Linked DNA regions of Mus musculus: region 1 is linked to region 2. Evidence: chromatin contacts called from public Hi-C data. All regions are on one chromosome and are shown on one strand. Each heading gives the region's core, a stretch centred on a gene start, on an enhancer-like site or on the middle of the called end of the contact. The rest is flanking DNA. Distances are from core to core; before and after follow the strand shown. Region 1 has its middle 37 kb from the start of Gm41259. Region 2 overlaps Gm41257 (a long non-coding RNA gene).

Region 1 (4,466 bases), core at 429-2,928, 820 kb after region 2:
GGATATCTTTTTTTTTTTAACTAGGTATTTTCCTCATTTACATTTCCAATGCTATCCCAAAAGTCCCCCACACGCTCTCTCACCCGCTCCCCCACCCACCCACTCCCATTTCTTGGCCCTGGCGTTCCCCTGTACTGAGGCATATAAAGTTTGCAAGACCAATGGGCCTCTCTTCCCAATGATGGCTGACTAGGCCATCTTCTGATACACATGCAGCTAGAGACAAGAGCTCAGGGGTACTGGTTAGTTCATATTGTTGTTCCACCTATAGGGTTGCAGATCCCTTCAGCTCCTTGGGTACTTTCTCTACCTCCTCCATTGGGGGCCCTGTGTTCCATCCAATAGCTGACTGTGAGCATCCACTTCTGTGTTTGCTAGGCCCCAGCATAGCCTCACAAGAGACAGCTATATCAGGGTCCTTTCAGCAAAATCTTGCTAGTGTATGCCATGGTGTCAGCGTTTGGAGGCTGATTATGGGATGGATCCCCAGATGGACCATCTAGAGACTGCCTGTGCTTTTCAATGAGATGGAAAATACTGAAGAACTCCAATCTGAGGAAAGCATTTAATGTTGAATAGGTAATTTACTGTGGAATCAATGTAAATTGACTAAACATTCCTGTTAAAACATATCTTGTATCGAGTTAAAAGAAATGCTAGAACGTTGAAATTACCAAGGTATAGTAATGTGTCTCTGCCATCATCAGCACTCAGAAAGCCAGTGTATGCTATCCTCCCATACACACAGACAAAAAAAAAAGCAAAAAGATGAAACTAACAAACTCAAAGAAAGTAAAAAATAGATACTGAGATGTGGGGAAGGCATTCCTAGCATATAATTTTATAATCTTTAAGTTTTATCAATGTCATGATTTTGTTGCCATGATAAAAGCACAATGACCAAAGCAACTTATAAAAGAAAGAGTTTATTTTGACCTAGCACTGAGAAGGAAAATCAGTAATGGGAGAGAAAGGCGCCACAGTGCTCAACAAAAGCATGAGGCCTAGAGGGCAACAGAAAAGCGAAAGCTGGACAGCAATGTGGAAATGGAACAAGGAAGGCTAGTTACTCTCAAAGACCTCCCCAGTAAAGCTCTTCCTGCAGTGAGTTTCTTGTCCTGAAACTTCCATGGCGTCCCCCAAAAGCACCAGCAATGGGGACAAAGTGTTAAATATATAAGCCTATGGGGAGAAATCTTCTATTCATGTTACTATATTTGATAAGAAACATTTCATTTACTTGGAAGGATGATAAGGGAGAACATGTTTCCTTGAGGAAGAGTATAAGCTTTATATTTTATATATGCCATCACATACATATATATATGGAGAGAGAGAGAGAGAGAGAGAGAGAGAGAGATGTGTGGGTGTGTGTCTGTATTGCACATGCTCAAGATTTCCTTAAGACAATTATATTTTTTCTTGTCCACATTTGACTTGTGAATGTCTATTTGCAAAACAATACTATATTCAAATCCTAAATTGCATGAATTATAGTGTTAAGTCTCAGATCAGAAATTAAAAGCTATATATGGGTGTGTGACCTAAGTAAATGATGATTTGTTCAAAAGAAAAAATATTATTCAATAATGGGCATGTTCAAGATTACTGTTATTATACTGACTTGGTTTGTGTTTCTGGAGAAAGAAACCACATAAAATGCACAGTTCACTACTGCCCTCTGCTGCACACAGGGCAGAGGAGAGAACTCGGAAGAGTGGCCAGAGAGCTATAGTATTGTGTCCTGACAACACACTCAGGTAGGATCCTGTTTAGTGACCACACTAACTGATCCTGGGTAAAACACACTTACTGAATTTCACTGCAAAAATAGTGTTTCAATCAGATTCATAGTGTGTCTAAAACACCCTCATAACTCAGGAGAAAAGATAGCTAAAATCCAAACAAAATGCTCATGCTGGACAGATCTCCGTGAATGAGTTACTTTTTCATAGACATGGTCTGAAGCCAGAGGGAAGCATCTCATTATTAAGGGGTCAGTGGAGTTCCTCTTTGATGTTTAGTGAATTATTATGAGAAGAACATCCAGAGAACAAAACGTTCCAATGGCAAGTCAATGATAAAATCTTACAGAGGCAGACCAGAGTAAGGCAAATTTGCCTTTTAGAAACTAGGAAGGATTTTCGTTGTTTTGTTTTCAGTTTTGTTTTGGTTTGTGTGGAAGGCTTCCAGCTGAGAGAGAACACTATGTGCCTCCTACCAACAGAAGGCTTGTTACAATGGAAGCAACCCTTAAACCGCATTCTGCCAAACATGCAAACATTCGTCAGCAAACAGGAAGAAGTCACCCAACCTAGTCATGCAAGCTGGCTGTCTTCTCAGGCCTCAAAACTCTCAAGTGCTCACGATGATCTTTTAGCTGACTCAAACAACTTTCTATCGGCTGCTGAACAACAAGTCATTTCGGGCTGGAGTGGAAGGGAAAGGCGAAGAGGCAAACCAAGTAACATAGAGACCATATAACATCACACCATAAAGACAGAAATAGTCTCTTTACGTGGACAAAATAATGTTAGAGCATCTAGTAAAACTAAATATTGTTTAAGTATTATTTAACTCCTGGTTTCCTTTCAGTTCCTAAATGGCTCCCAGTTAACAACATCTCTGGTGCATCTCTAAACAATTTCTTTGTGGGGCTCTGACTTATCTCGTGGTCACCAGTGTAGGACCACTGAATCCTATATGAAAGGTAATTTTGAAGCTGATAAGGCATATTTTGAACGGCAAAATCAGCAAAGCTTTGTTTTGGCAAGTAAAACGATAGAGCATGGGCAAACAGAGCTTTAATGCCACACCAGTTTTCATTTAACTGTTGTTTATCCATATACCAAATTTGCAAAGTTATCCACTGTGCACTTGCCTGTTCAATTGAAACTGCCTCAATGTTTGCAATTTTAGATATTTCCCTTTAAATATTAATGTCCTATTAGACAAATGGCTTGAACATATTTTCATGCATCATGTTGGTTTCCTTTATAAGGTCTACAAGTTGAATTCAAGGCATACTCAGCCTATACACACCACACACACACACACACACACACACACACACACACACACATTTTTTAAAAAAATATCTGGAAATCAAAGCAAAAATAAGCTATACCTTTACATGTAGTAGGATGACTGATATTTAAAGTCAAATTGTACTAACTCAGAAATGTATACTTTACGGAGTCCTATTTAGTTGTTTTGTTTTGCATTGCCTATGCTTTGGGAAATAATATTGGTAAAATCATGCCAAGACCAGTTGTACAGTTGTGCCAGTGTTTTCTTCTAGAATGTTTGTGGTTTCCAGCCCTATAATTAAATCTTCATCCATTTTTTGTTAGCTTGTGTGTATTATATAATCTAATGGTTCAGTTTCATTGTTTTGTATATGAGCTTCATTAGTTTGACAGCTTGCCATTTTCTTATTTTGTATTCCTGGCATCCTTGTTCAGAATTAGTAGATTGTATTTATGGATTTATCTCTGGATGCTTTACTGTGTCCCATGGCTTTATACATCTCTTTTTGTGCCAGTTCCATGTTGTTCTGATCACTGAAACTCTACGATACATGAGAAATTTCTCAAACTCAGTCACCATGAGGAAAAAATAAGAAGCTAAGGCCAGGAGACTGGCTTAGCAGGAAAACACTTGCTTCCTAAATGTAATGACACCTGAATCTGTATTTCAAGCACCCATAAAACACCTGATGGTATGTGTCCCTTTCTTGTACTTCCAGGGCTCAGAAGGGAGATACATACAAGGAAATACCAGAGAAAATTTACAAGCTAAATTAGCACCAAGCTCATATTAGCAGCTCTGTGTTCAACTAAGAAAGCCTGACTCAAGCCTGAACAAGGTGGATATCTAACAAAGAAGACTCCTGATGTCCACCCTGAGTCTCAATATGCACATGGACATACAAGGATACATAATTGTACACATATGTACTCCCACACATACAAGCATAATATACCCAATATGCCACATATACATATGTACATAAAAAGGAAAGAAAACACAGATTAAATCTATGATGAAATATTATTCTACACTTCTTAAGATGACCATAATCTAAAAGTCAAATTGTTATGAATATTGAAAAGAGAATAGCAGAAGGGAACCTCTTGTCCACTGTTGATGGGACTGGTATCTTTTCAATTGATGGAAAAGATGTGGAAGTTCCTCAGAAGGCCTGAAAATAGAAATACCACTTGATTTATCAATTCCAATTCTTTAGCTATATCCAAAGGAATTGGAATTCATACCTCAAAAACATAGCTATGTGCATCATAGCATTATTTGCAATTATCAATACAGAAAATATCTGTGTGCACTAGAAGATGAATTATATAATGAAAAATATACAGATATGTGCAAATGTGATAATTAATGCCTTGTATTAATTATTCATATATTATAGATATATTCATGTATTATAGAATATTCATGTATTA
Region 2 (4,529 bases), core at 976-3,475:
GAGCAGGCAGCCCACAGAGCTCCACAGATGTTTCTCAATAGTTCCCTTTATCTATTTTAAACCATTATATTGTGTGTTGGGTATGGTGGTGTGCTCCTATAACGCCTGTGCTCAGAGATATCACAAGTCTGAGGACAGCCCAAGCTTCATAGTCTGATCTATTTTGAAAGAGTAAACTCCTCCCTTGAAGGAAACTGGCATATGGTAGATTTCATACTCCATTTTCATTTCATACTCCATTTTCATACTCCAATGGGTGGCTTTACACCCATGCACAGATGGGCAGTACTAGTTGAACCCAATGGGTCCTTTAAAAAGATAGAAGAAAATAGAAAAAGAAAAAGAAAGGAAAAAGAAAGAGAAAAGAAAAAGAAAGGAAAAAGAAAAAAAAAGAAAAAGAAAAAGAAAAAGAAAAAGAAAAGCCTTGGGCAGTGGTAGGTAGTTCATGCCTTTAATCCCAGCACTCAAGAGGCAGAGGAAGGTAGATCTCTGAGTTTGAGGCCAGCTTGGTCTACAGAATGAGTTTCAGGACAACCAGGGTTCCAAAGAGAAACCCTATCTGGGAAAAAAAATGTCATGGGGAATTATGAGAGGCTGTGACTGTGAAGGAGCTGCTGAGAAGGAACTGGAGGGGTTGTATATGATCTAAGTACATTGTGCAAATGTATGAAATCACAAAATAAGTAAATATAGAGCCAAAATACCATGACAGGCAACCAAAAACAAAGCAATGGAGCAAAGCAAAACAAACCAAAACAATTGTACCAAGCTAGACCGACAGAGAAAAGAACTGTCCACATTTAAGGTGTACAATACGGTGAACTTGAAGACAAATACTCACTTGTGTAATCATTGCTACAGTTAATGTTTTCAACACACCCACCCGCTGCAGTTTCCCCTGAACCCCTATTTACCTTTTGCCTTTAAACTATTTTATTCATTTTTTGAAATTTTCATACATTTTTTTCAATGCATCTTGACAGTGTCAATCAATTCCTTCTTCCCCAAGCCTCCATCATATCCCCATTCCATTTCTTTTCTACTTTATGCTTTCTTTTTGTTGTTGTTATCAATAATTCCCCGAGTCCACTGAGTACACGGTATGTGGGGCTGCTCACTGGGGCATGGCAACCTACCGGTGGCCAAGTCCCAAAGGAGAGTAACTCCCTCGCTCAGCAGCCACCAGCTGCCAATAACTACGCCAGGGCTACTTTACCATCTGTGCTGGAATTTTGACTGGTTTGGTCTTGCACAGGCACCACAAGTGCAGCATCTGTCAGGTTGTGTCGGGAAGGCAGCACTTCACAGTTCTCTTCCGTTCTTCCCACTCCTTCTCCGACCCTGTTGCCTGATCCTTCCACAGTGGAAGGCTGACTCAGTAGACTTCACTCACAGCGGAGCCCGCACTGTTACATATACTGGATGCTTTGCCCAGTTACGAGTTTCTGAATTAAGCGATATCTACTGCAAAAAGCAGCTTCTCTCACCAAAGTCGGGAGCAACACAGAAATCAATTTCCATAAGGTTTCTTCATTATCTTCCACTTCCTGTCCTCTCCCTGCTAAAAATAAACCAATCAAGAGTTGAACATGTGTTTCTGAACTGATCTACTTTGCCAATCTTATGAAGTCTTACATTTAAGTTTGGTATGAGTGACAAGAAAAGAGAAGAACTGTGAACGAAAAGAAAGGTTTGAAAACCCAGAGCGAAGACACCATCCTGAATTGGCTCTGTGGGGGAGCTGAGCAAGGTTCTCCATGGTCTGCTTGTCCTGCCAAAATAACATACCGCACACAAAGTAGGTTAAGCAAGATAAATTTCCTTTCTTACAGCTGTGGAAGCTGCAAGGGTATTGGCAAGTTAAGATTCAGACACATCTCTGTGCTATGCAGATGCTCAGGCTCTTTTTGCCTTGCTTCTGTGTCCCCAGAGAACCTGCCTCATGTCAGGATACCAGTCAGACTGGATTAGAGCTGACCCTAACCCATGTCCCCTTGCTCCCTGCCCTGAGAGCCTTGTCCCTCTTTACTGGTAGTCATGTTGGGACTCCAGTTTCAATTTCAGAGAGTGGGCATCACAGCCAGCCCGCAGGAAGGCAATCCTTACAGGGCTTTTTATTATTCTGACAGAATTCGAAAGCGAATTGAGGATGTAAATGACTACAAACCTTCAGACCGAAATTAACTGGGGATAGCTCACTGAAGAATGAGGGTGATTACTAACACATTATGCAAATGGAGGAAACTAGATAAGAAAAGTAAATGGGCAATTTGAAGTGTAAGTGGCTTTATGCTACACAGTGAATTCATGGCCCGTCATCGGAGAAGTCATGCGTTTGCGGTGTCGGAGAATTAACTTGTCAAAATTGCTTGCATTTCTCATGTTTGTGTGGTTTGTTTTGAAACCTTTCTACAAGTCAAAGAGATTTATGGTATTTCCTTTATTATTTTTGGAAGAAAAAGCGGTGGAAAGAAAGTGTAAACATTAAACAAAATGAAGCTCTAGTTAAGTTGTTATTTAGTAACAAAGGAAATAGTTACCTAGTACCTAATTCATAATCTTTTGAAATATAATAAAAAATATTTAATTAAGATAAGCATCTAGTAAGGTGTTTATTTCATTTTATTAAGTTCTGAAAACCAATATTGCCACAATTATAATAAAAACTACCAAAACTATTGAGTTTTTTTAACCTTTTATCATTTTCAAATTAAAATGATAAATTAAAATTAAAATCCTTAATACTTAGAATGCTGAATGCTCAAATGTTTCTAGAAGAATTTAAAAATGTATGTATTGTCAGCTTGTCTATTTGACATATAACATGCATTGTCTGTGCTGTTACTTGTCCTCCCTCCCTCCCTCTCTCCCTCCCTCCCTCCCTCCCTCCCTCCCTCCCTCCCTCCTTCTTTCTTTCTTTCTTTCTTTCTTTCTTTCTTTCTTTCTTTCTTTCTTTCTGTCTTTCTTTCTTTCTTTGTTTTAAATCTACCTTTTGTTTTCATTAACAAGGCAAAATGACCATACCCAAGTCGCGGCATTGTTCGAGAGCTTTGCATGTGATAGTGAGATGGTGAATTACTTTATCATTGAGGTTATGCAGTATGGAACATTTCTCGTACATTTAACTGGATCTTTTCAGCTTTAATAAAGCTGTGAGTTAAATAACAAAAATCAGATAATTAACTCAGTCTTTACTTATTCAACTTGAAACAAACGAAAAATGTTTTGTGTCTTGTTTTGTTTTTGTTTTTCCCCAAATTGCTTGTGTTAGGTATGCAATGGAAAGACACAGCTGCCTGGCATACAATTCTGGTCTTACGATTCTTAGCTGTAACAACTCTGGGCAAGTTGTTGAGTATGTTTTTGTCTCAGTTTCTTTTGTGTGAAATGGTATTGCATTAATGCCTACTTTTAGTTTCGCTGTAGGATTAAACGAGGTAGCTGTGGAAAGTGCTTAGGAGGGGTACACGCCCATCATTAACATCATAGGTGTTAATTTACTAGATGTTTTTATTGTTAGCTGAAGTGGCATACCCTCCCCCACCCTTCTGCATTGTATAGTTGCACAATTAAACCCAAAACCCCAGAACCATTTCACTGATAAATAGTATTCCATAAGAAAGGAAGCTCTTGATCTGGGAATTATGACATCTTCTCCAAACCAAATTTGAGAAAGCTCTGCCCTTGAGCATCAATGAATCCAGAACTGGCATCTCCCCACATCTTGAACAGCAAGTATTATGTTTGGCTGATGTGCAAAAATTGAGCTGGCTACAGAGAAGTTGAGGCAGGATTGGTTATAGTTTCCTAGAAAGGAATTGCTTTAAATACCGAGAAGAGCAGAATGGACTCTTCTCAGCACTCCATAGATGCAAGCTGCTTAACAGGAGTGACTGAACGTGGAGGCTGAACGTCACTTGCAGGGTGCACACGGTAATATCCCAGCCTCCTCAGGGCAACTTGCAGCAACTGAAAAATTATATCCCCACACATAGGTGTATGGAATCCTAAAGGAGATGGACTCATGGATCTTGACTGATATCAGATCTAGCCTGTGAAGATTGTCTCATCTGGTGGCTAGGATGGGTCACCAAGGGATTATTATTGGTTCTGAAAATGTGTGGCTTCTTCAGACTTATATAATGATTGCTTAGATTCTTTGGACCTTAGTTTCTCCACAAATAAGTGAAGGGAAAGACATTTTTTTAATTGAAATGATTTTTTTCATATACTATATGCTGATAATTGTTTCCACCCCCCCAGTTCCATGTGCTTTCTTATTCTCTTTGGAAAACAAACAAACAAACAGACAAACAAACAGGCAAACAAAACAGGATAAAGAAAAAAACAAAACAGCAACAAAAACAAACCAAAGAAGAATCACAAGAAACATGCACACATGCACATACACATACACACACACATACACATACACATACACGCACATGTACACGCACACGCACACGCACACACACACAAATGAAACCTATAAAGGAACAAAATCGGAAAGCATAATATCAAAGCAAGTC

What was found. A called contact is a pair of places that touch in the nucleus more often than the background predicts.
Region 1: a Hi-C map of bone marrow-derived macrophages shows a contact between it and region 2, with 8 read pairs. The contact joins two enhancer-like sites. A contact is called at or near these places in 3 of 484 Hi-C or Micro-C datasets (the AML12 cell line, bone marrow-derived macrophages and nephron progenitors) and 1 of 115 datasets of contacts at active chromatin or transcription factors (embryonic fibroblasts).

What each region holds. Positions count from the first base shown.
Region 1 is chr15:6,079,228-6,083,693 of GRCm38.p6, forward strand. No RefSeq gene overlaps it. Among named protein-coding and RNA genes, the nearest start is that of Gm41259, 37 kb to the left of the region's middle. Within about 2 kb of position 1,679, at least 37 of the 459 cell types and tissues checked have an H3K27ac peak or open chromatin away from gene starts, as enhancers often do. A contact at or near this core is called in bone marrow-derived macrophages, where this site is marked.
Region 2 is chr15:5,261,141-5,265,669 of GRCm38.p6, forward strand. The region is part of intron 1 of Gm41257 (a long non-coding RNA gene); the gene reads left to right. Among named protein-coding and RNA genes, the nearest start is that of Gm41257, 8.8 kb to the left of the region's middle. Within about 2 kb of position 2,226, at least 36 of the 459 cell types and tissues checked have an H3K27ac peak or open chromatin away from gene starts, as enhancers often do. A contact at or near this core is called in bone marrow-derived macrophages, where this site is marked.